2 separate regions of the Pelodiscus sinensis genome follow, and region 1 is linked to region 2. The links are chromatin contacts, called in public Hi-C maps. All regions are on one chromosome and are shown on one strand. The core of a region is the stretch at or near the end of the contact, and the rest is flanking DNA. Distances in the headings are between cores, read along the strand shown.

Region 1 (4,416 bases), core at 257-2,756, 130 kb after region 2:
GCAGAAGATGAGGACACAAAAGCTATGATTCAGTGAGCCATTAATCTGATCCAGTATGGCAAGACCTCAGTTTCTCTGTATAAATATAATATAATTGAGACACTCACATTTAACTCTTTCTTTGGCATCAGTATACATTAGAAACGTAGGGCCATTTTAAAATCTGGTGGTATTTCCTTGCTGTGAAAAAAAGTTTGGTAAGCTGTCTATGATAAGATAACACTGCCATTGTCACTTGTCCAGTCTTGTCACTTATGGGCATATTTGCCTTCGAATCCTGCAAGTTGTTCCACACATAGTTCTATGCTTGTGCAGACTGAGCTCAGTGGATCTCTGCAGGGACACAGGGATCCACCTACACTGAACAATTTTCAGGATTGATGCCAAAATTGATAATTTCACAGAGGCCAAAGCCTGGTTATGAAAACCCCTAGAAAGAGAGCCTCTGGGTCAGGTTGAGATCTAGTGTAAGGCACCTTGGGGATTTTTTTCAGCACTGGCACCAATGCTGTTCTTATTTACTGATAAAATGAGAACTTGAGGCTCCATGGCTGCCAAGCCAGCACCTTCCACCAGGACTTAGTTCACAAACATGCAGGCTGCCCTGGGATTGTTCACTTCCTCTTTGGCCAGTACCCACAAAGATTAGTATATTTCTCACATACACACACTCAACAGCATGGGTGTGACACTGAACTAGGGTTAAAAGACATGAATTCTCTGTTTGTGCCCCAGATTTGATGTGTGACCTTGAACAAGTCACTTATATCATTTACCTATCTGTAAAATAGGGATGATTCTGCGTTATCACCTTGATATTGTGCCCTAAGATCTGTGGATGAAATACTATATAAAGGCAAAATATGTGTTGTTGTAATGTAGCAGATGATGGAATCTCATGTTAGCTCATACTCAAGGCTGAAAATGAAGGGCTGAAAGATGCCCAGTAACAGGTTGTAGCACCATGTTTGGAACAGACTTTTTAGATATTCAGGTAACCAACATTAACCAACTTTACTGAAAAACTTGCCTTCAAGGTTGTGAAGAGAAGCTTCAAAAAACGAACTGCGCACTTCTTAGAGACTAAAAACCCAGGCGGTAAATAAAAAGAGCCCCATATGTGCCATTTAAAAAAATCCACAGGATTTCTAAAGAAATTCATTATTTTTAACTGATTCGTGGTTTCTGAACACTTGGTGTTGACAATCGCGGGGCCTTGTCCAACAGCACGGAAGGCTGGGGCAGATTATGCACAACAGGGGACAAGCTGCACCGGTTCCTCGTTACTTTGCATTCGCCTCCCTCCCGCTCTCCCGGATCGGCTCCATCCCCGGGCTGTGCCCTCCGCGAGATGGGTTGCTGCCGGACCGCGACTCCACCAGAGGAGTCGCTAGAGAGCCGCAGCCTCAGGCCAGCGCTCTCCTCTTCTCCCGAACGCGGGGCTCCACAAGAATCCCGTTGCCCCGCCCCGAAGATAGCCACGCCCCCTTCTTTCTGATGTGTTCCTGGTCCTTTCGCTGCAGAGCGGAGGCTGTGATTGGGACTCGCGGTGTTCCAAAGGGGCGGGCTCTCGGGGGGATTTAAACTACAGCTGGGCGCAAGGTTCTGCGGGCTCTTGCTTTGCTGGGGACGGCTCGGCGCCACGTGGGGAGGTCGCTCCGGGTGAGTGGTGGCTCCCTGCCGGGGCGCCCATCGCTGTCTGTGTTGGCTGGGAGGGGGGTAGCTCGGGGCTGTGGAGGGATGGCTCGTCACTTTGCGCCTGGCCAAGTTTGCTGAGGCTCGGTTTGTTTCTCCCCCTTCCCCCAGCCCATGATCCCCTGAGCGGCCAGATGGTGGGGAGGGGGCACTGAAATCCTCTCTCCAGCCACTGGCGCTGCTGGGAATAAGCTGCTGCAGCAGCTAACGGAAGCGGTGTCACTCATGGCCGCAGCGCTGATCCTGTCTCGCGGCTGCAGGTCGCTGCTGCGTGGCGGCCTGCGGCCTCGCAGGTGGAAACCGGCCCCACTCCGCTTGGTGAGTGCCGTGCGGTGGGGCTGTGTGTGTGTTTGCCGGGCGGGAGGGGAGGGGATTCCCCCTGCAGCGCTTGACTCTGAGCTGCATCCCTTTGGGATATATGGGCTCCAGGCAGGTTCTTTTCCCTTCCCCAATTCAGCGTTCCTTGTTCTGAGACCAGGGACCTGACAGTTTAATCCGCTTTTCTAGCCCCTCTCAATTTTCGCAGCCGGGGGCTCTCGATGTGGGTGAGGATGCTGGCCACACTGAGACGGGAGATGTTTGTCACTCAGGACTAGATTTAACACCAGGGCGTTAAGGGTTGCAGCTCAGGGCCCCAGGCTATGGCGGTCTTGCAAAAATAAATTCGTTCATCAGTAGTGGCTAACCCATTGATCACGAGTGACAGGTGCATCCTGGATTCTCTGTTGGCTGATAATAATCTCCAGCCTACTACAAGTTCAGCAAGGCTTAGGCAGGCAGCCTGTATGCTGTGACTCCATGCTAGTCCCAGAAATGGCCAGCTCCTGGCATGTCTGTGTGCTCTCTGGCAAGCAGCAGGAGGTGGGGAATGGAGAAGCAGTGCTGTGTGCTGTCCCTGCCCCCAGCACTGGCCCCACCTATTTGCCTGAGTGCTGCTGGCCAGGAGCCCCTGTAATAAGTGCTTTCTGCACCATACTCCCTCATTCTCTCCTGCACCCCAACACTTGTGAGTCCCCTCCTACACCCAAACTCTCTTCCAAAAAGAAATTAATATGACAGCTCTTCTAAGATAAGTTAGTTCAGAATAGCCTACTTAACTATAGTGTGTATATTTTAAAACTGGAAAGTAACCACAGAATTTGTTACTTTAAAACAAATGGCTATTTGTTTATTAAAAAGCAAGTTTAGTATAGTGCTAATATAACAAAATTAGCCTTGATACATAATTGTGATAAATTAGAAGAAAGACTTGTATACAGGGCCCCACTAAATTAATAGCCCCTTACCCACAGGAGAATTAATTTTGGCTCTGCTGCCATTTTGCATGGGGGGGCTGCTGTGTCCTTCAGCCTGTGCATCTGAAATATCAAGACCCTGACAACTGTTAAAATGGTGAGAAAATCCTAGAATTCCATGGCCTACCCTCTAGCATTGGCCCCCATACCTGATTCTTTGGCCTGTGGCTAGCAGTGACTGATAGTGTTTGTAGCTAACTATCTCTTTCTTCAGTTCTGTCTCCAGTTTCAGCTCTTCTTCCCCGTACCTGGCTTAAAATATCAGGGAATGCCTGTGCCGCCTCTGTTTTTTGTGGCCTGCTTTATTAACTGGCAATATGATGTGAAAATGTTTGGGTCTGTAGTGTCAAGATGCTCATGCTTTCCAGGGATGTGAACATGTACCTGTTTACACAATTAACTGATACACCTGGGATCATTGGTTAATCCTAATGGTTTCATGCAGCCACCTCTCCCTCCCTCTCTGTCTCTGATAAAGAGGTAGCAGGGGGGTAGGAAGGAGCCAGTACGTATGGGGAGGGTTAAGGCGAGCATTGGCTTCTGTGGAGCCACATGCTTCTCTCCTCTTCTCCCCTCCTTCCTGCCCCTCCCTTCCCCCACACTCCTGCCAATGTATCAGAGGCAGCAGTGGGGGGAAGAGGGAGCAGGCAGGAGTTGGCACTCCCACCTGGCCCCCTGTGTGTAAACGTGTAGCCACTGTAAATTTCAGTGGCTACGTGTTACAAAAATAAATGTATTTTCACATCCTTGATGCTTTCCTGCTCTTCATTCCAGAAAAGTGGTCAGTAGGCTGTCATCTCTGCAAAGCATTATTTGTGGATCAAAGGGCAGTTCCTCCATCTAAACCAAAAGAGGTGGTGACATAAAATAGCAGAAAAGCTATCAACTTTGGCTGTGAATAGGTCTAAGATTCCAGCTAGCCTAGAGAAGGGATTTAAAAGATTAGCTGACTACTCACTTCATCCTTCCCACTTGCTGCCTCTCTATCAGGCAGCGGGGGCGGAGGGAAGGGCTTAAATCCGCTTCCCCCCCCCCCCCCAGCACTCTCTGTGGTGCCACTCACCTCCCCCCCTGCTGCTTTTATCCTAGAGGCAGCAGTACAGGGGCACAGGAGAGGCTGGCAGCAGCCTCTGTCTGTGGGGTCCTAGCAGGGATTTGGGACCCCCTGCCGCATACAGGACCTGCTGTGGTGAAACAACCCCTGTCCGCGGGGACTGCTGGACCCCGGTGCGAGCCGGGACTGAGCAAGCATGGCTCAGTCCTGGCTTATGCTGGGTCCAGGAGCTACTTCACTGTGGCTCTGCAGTTTAAGTGTAGTAAGAGCTAGGCTGCTTGCACGCCCTGCTCTTACTATGTTTAAAATGCAGAGCCGCAGTGGGGGTAGCATCGTCCCTATTAGCCAGTAAGATTAATGGATACTATTTGT
Region 2 (4,155 bases), core at 1,073-3,572:
GCCAGCTTGTCCCAGTCCCCCCAAGCTGCGCCTCTGCCTTCTAAATATATTAAGAGCCACCATTTTTAAATACATTTTAAAAGCAGAGCCACAAGGGGGTTAGTTCCCAGGGCCAGGAGCTAATCTTGCTGCAGCTCTGCAGTTCGCCCCTTCATCAACTAACCGAGTAGTCTATGGAAATCCCATTGACTACTCGATTAGCTGACTACACACATTTTAATATCCCTATACTGACTAGTCGCTTTCCCCCTTGCAGCTTCTATCTGAGCACCATCTTTTGGGGGGAGGCGGTAAGGTGGCACAGGCACAGCAGGGGATTGGGCTCAAGCCAGGACTCAGCTGTCCCTGCTCACACCTGGTTCCAGAACTACTTCTGCTTTTGAAATGGAATAAGAGCCACCGGCAGCTCTTACTGCACTTCAAAGGCAGAGGCACTGCAGGGAACCCAGCAGAAGTGGGAACTGCTTCAGTCCTCACTTGCCCCAGGCTCCCCACTGCACCTCTGCCTCTGCTGTCATAGGTGGCTCTTGCTACATTTCAAAAGCAGAGGCATAGCTTCTCGAACAGGGTGTGAGCAGGGACTGTTTCAGTCCCCGCTCACCCTGGGTTTCCTGCTGCCCCTCTGCCTTTGAAATGTAGTAAGACCTGCAAGCGGCTCTTGCTACATTACTAAGGCAGAGACGCAGCAGGGATATAGCAAGTGCCCCCTCTTCTCTTACTGACTCATTGAGTTGTCAATAGAAATTCTATCAACTACTCAATTAACTGATTAATTGCAATTTAACATCCCTAGTTGGGGAGAGACCCCCTACTGACATTAAAATATGAGTTGTGCTTTTATTTGTAAAACAAAAAAGCATTAGTAAGGTGTCTAAATACGTGTACATATACACACAAACAAACCTTAATAATCAGGGCTCGACAAATAATGCAATCTACTCACCCGTGGCAAGTAGATTGCAACCTGGAAGAGCCAGGTCCGGGTGATCTGCGCATGCGCAGAACGATCCGCACATGCGCAGATCGCTGGACAGCACAGCTGGCGAGCGGGGCTCGCCGCAGTTCAACGAGTCCTGTTAATTAATATTTTTAAAATCAAAAGCACTCTACAATAGTTAACCAGTGGTACAAACATTTGGAAAGATCATTAGGTGGTCCACCAAGATCCTCCGCAATTTTCAAGTGGTCTGTGGGAAAAAAAGTTTGAGAACTGCTGGGTTAGGGAATGTGTTCAGTGCACACTCACTCTCTTCACTGCTGCTTTATTAAGTTATTGGGAACAACTCTTATTATGCACTCTTATTCATTCACCAATAAGTCAGGGGCTCTGGAAAAAAGTGAGCATGTAGTTAAAAGATTAACTTAACACAAGCACTGAAGCTCAACTACTGTAGTAACTGACCACTTTAAATCACATCAACATTCTCTCTCAAATGCAGCTTTTTCTACGCCGTTTCATGGGACTTTTGAAGAGGGGAAAAACGGCAGACAAACACTCTGGACATGAAGCTTTCAGCAGGTCTGGCTTCCATGAGAACTGACTGGGAGGTTCTTAGAAGCCCTGTGTGGAAACAGGCAGGGTCCGGGCTTCGGAGAGCATGCGCTGAGTTGCATAAAGGAGGAGGCAGGATTATGTTTGTGAGCCCCGGAGCAAACAACTAGCATGCAGGGAACAAAGGTGCTTTTTCTAGCACCAGAAGGAAGCACAATTTTCAACCCCTTCCACCCCCGCCCCAACATGGCCCAAGCAAGACTCTCTAAAGCAACCTGAGCAGCATCCCCTCCTCTTTCCCAGCCAACCCCATCTGGCAACTCGCCGCCACACACTTCCTCCTCCTCCTCCACCTCCACACCCTGTGCAACGCTTCAGGCCGGTTTTTAATGACCTCCCCTCGGGTGCCCGCGGGGACGCGCCCTCCACCCTCAGCAGAGGCACCTTTGCTCGGGCTCTGACCCCCGAGGCCTACGGGACGTTACCATTTTGCCCCCCCGGTGCCTGGCTTTGGGCAGGGCGCCGCCGCCGCGGCGCTGGGATGGACACTCCCCCCCCCCCCCATCCCGCAGCCCCAGCCCGGCGCGCCCCGGCACTCGCCTCCTCCAGGAACTTGGTGAGGTCGTAGATGCGGTGGTGCAGGAGGATCCAGGTGCTCTGGCTGTGGTTGTGCGCCTGGATCTCCTCCAGCCGGTAGTAACGGCCGCGCCACGCCTCGCGCCCGGCCTCGCTGCCGTCCGCCGCCATCTCCACCCGCCCCCCCCCCCGGCACTCAGCTGCAGCGCCGCGCGCACGAGACCCTCCTCGCCTAGCACCACGGCTCTGGGCGGAGACCGGATGCGGCCCTCGGGGGCCGCCTTATCCCCTCGCGCGCAAGCCGATTGGATGCCGGGCAGCGCCCGGCCTATCAGAGCCCGGCTCCGCCTCCTATCCCCTCATTGGCTGAATGATGAATGAGAGGCTCTTCTCAGTAGTACAGGCTGGTTTTTTTTCATTCTAAGAAACTTGTTGCGTCAGGGTTCGGTTACGTCACCGGGGAGGCGAGGGACACGGTCTCGTGCCCTTCGATAAAATCCTCCTCGCTACTGGAACACGTGGCGCTGCGAAGGTTAAACGCGCCCCCCCCCCTTCCCACAGTGCCCGAGCTCTGCCCTTGCCGCCCGAGTCCCAGCCAATCCCCACAGTGCTGTGACCCTCTGCTCACCTTTTTCTCCCTTCCTCCAATGGCCCCTCCTCTCTCCGCAAATCTCACCCCCTAGTATAACTTAAGACCTGGCCCAAAAAGCTGCTGCTCCGCATGGGAATAGGACTCTGCATCCCACGTGCTGTTAATGTGGCCCCTGACTCAGAGGCGTAGCCCCCCCGATTGGTGTGGGACTGAGCACACGCTGCTCTTGAGCTGCTGGCTAAGGGCTGGCTGGCTGCTACGGTTGCCAACGCCTGCGCTCTCCAAAGTGCAAGCCAAAGCAGCCAGCTGGGTGGGAGGAGCAGTGCTCTGAAGAAAGGTACATTCCTCCATGCCTGGCTGGGGAGAGGAGGAGGAGTTGATTGAGGGAGTGCTCCTCCCTCCCCCCCCCCCCCGCCACACTGGTGGTGCCTTGCTCTGGGGGGAAGAGGTAGGAATGCATGGGAGGGGGCTGGCTTTGGGGCAGGGGTGAGGTGAGAGTGTATTGGGATGGGGAGCACTGTCACTGGGGGGGGCTGGCTCAGGGGAAGGGGTGTGAGTGCCTTTGGGATAGGGACACTGGGGGTGCTGTCTCGGGACAGGGATGGTTGTGTTGTACTTAAAAGTACTGCATGGGATCTTTTTTGGGGAAAAGGCAAAATGCCACATTTATTGGTAATACACACATAGCAGTCAATACTTATATGCATATAATACAGCATGCATGCACACTCACACACACGTATATCTTGTTTTCACCAATAGCTGTTCTACCTAACTGCTGGACAGATTAGTTAGCTGGGGGAGGGCTGGCGCCAGATCAATGCTCCTTTGTTGACTGCAAGATGCCTTAGAGATGTATAGAGTCTACCCTCTCATGCAGAGAGTCAGCATATGCATATGCAGTTATTCATCTATGGCACCTTCTTCTCGGTGTTTTTTTTTTTTTTTTTAAGGCTCCCCCATTCACCTTCAAAAAGGGACCTTCCAAAAGCAGGCGCGTTTTGCTTATTCCCAAGGCATTCATAGGTCCAGGGGACAAACAAACAAACCAGAGCATTAAAGGGATACCAAAGCTCTTGGGAGGTCCCTGAACCCTCCCTTGTTCTCCTCCAAACACCCCAGGAGGCGCCCCTATGTAGCCTGTTCCCGCCACCCCCGGTAGGGATGTGTGAGGGTGGGAATGGAGAACCACCTGGGCACTAGGGCTTACCCTCCACCCCAATCCTCTGTTTCTCTAGGGTCCCCTTTTCCAGTACTCCCCCACCCCAGAACTGCATCCCAAGAGCACCATATCTGCATGATGAGAGCCCCGAGGGTTGACTTTCCCATGCTGAACTGGTTCCCAACAGATCGGTAACTGTCTGGCATGGAAAGCTTCCAGATCACAATGTCAACCCACTTCTCCGGGGGTATGGCATGTCTCATTTGCGTGTCCCATTGTGTGAGGGCAGGGGCAAGCCACACACACAGCTCCAGGAATGTCTCCTTTCTCACA

Evidence for each region. Hi-C and Micro-C count contacts between places; a contact is called where the count stands out from the background.
Region 1: a Hi-C map of blood shows a contact between it and region 2, with 2.4 times the contacts expected there. The contact joins the promoter of CNDP2 here to the promoter of CYB5A in region 2. A contact is called at or near these places in 2 of 5 Hi-C or Micro-C datasets (blood and an unstated tissue).

What each region holds. Positions count from the first base shown.
Region 1 is chr2:95,983,746-95,988,161 of ASM4963464v1, forward strand. CNDP2 (carnosine dipeptidase 2) reads left to right here and starts at 1,507. Exons shown (of 12, transcript XM_075921067.1): 1 at 1,507-1,662. It overlaps LOC142827138 (a long non-coding RNA gene), which reads right to left and starts at 1,427. Exons shown (of 3, transcript XR_012901589.1): 1 at 1,031-1,427.
Region 2 is chr2:95,853,794-95,857,948 of ASM4963464v1, forward strand. It overlaps CYB5A (cytochrome b5 type A), which reads right to left and starts at 2,323. Exons shown (of 5, transcript XM_075921055.1): 1 at 2,093-2,323. The coding sequence starts at 2,239.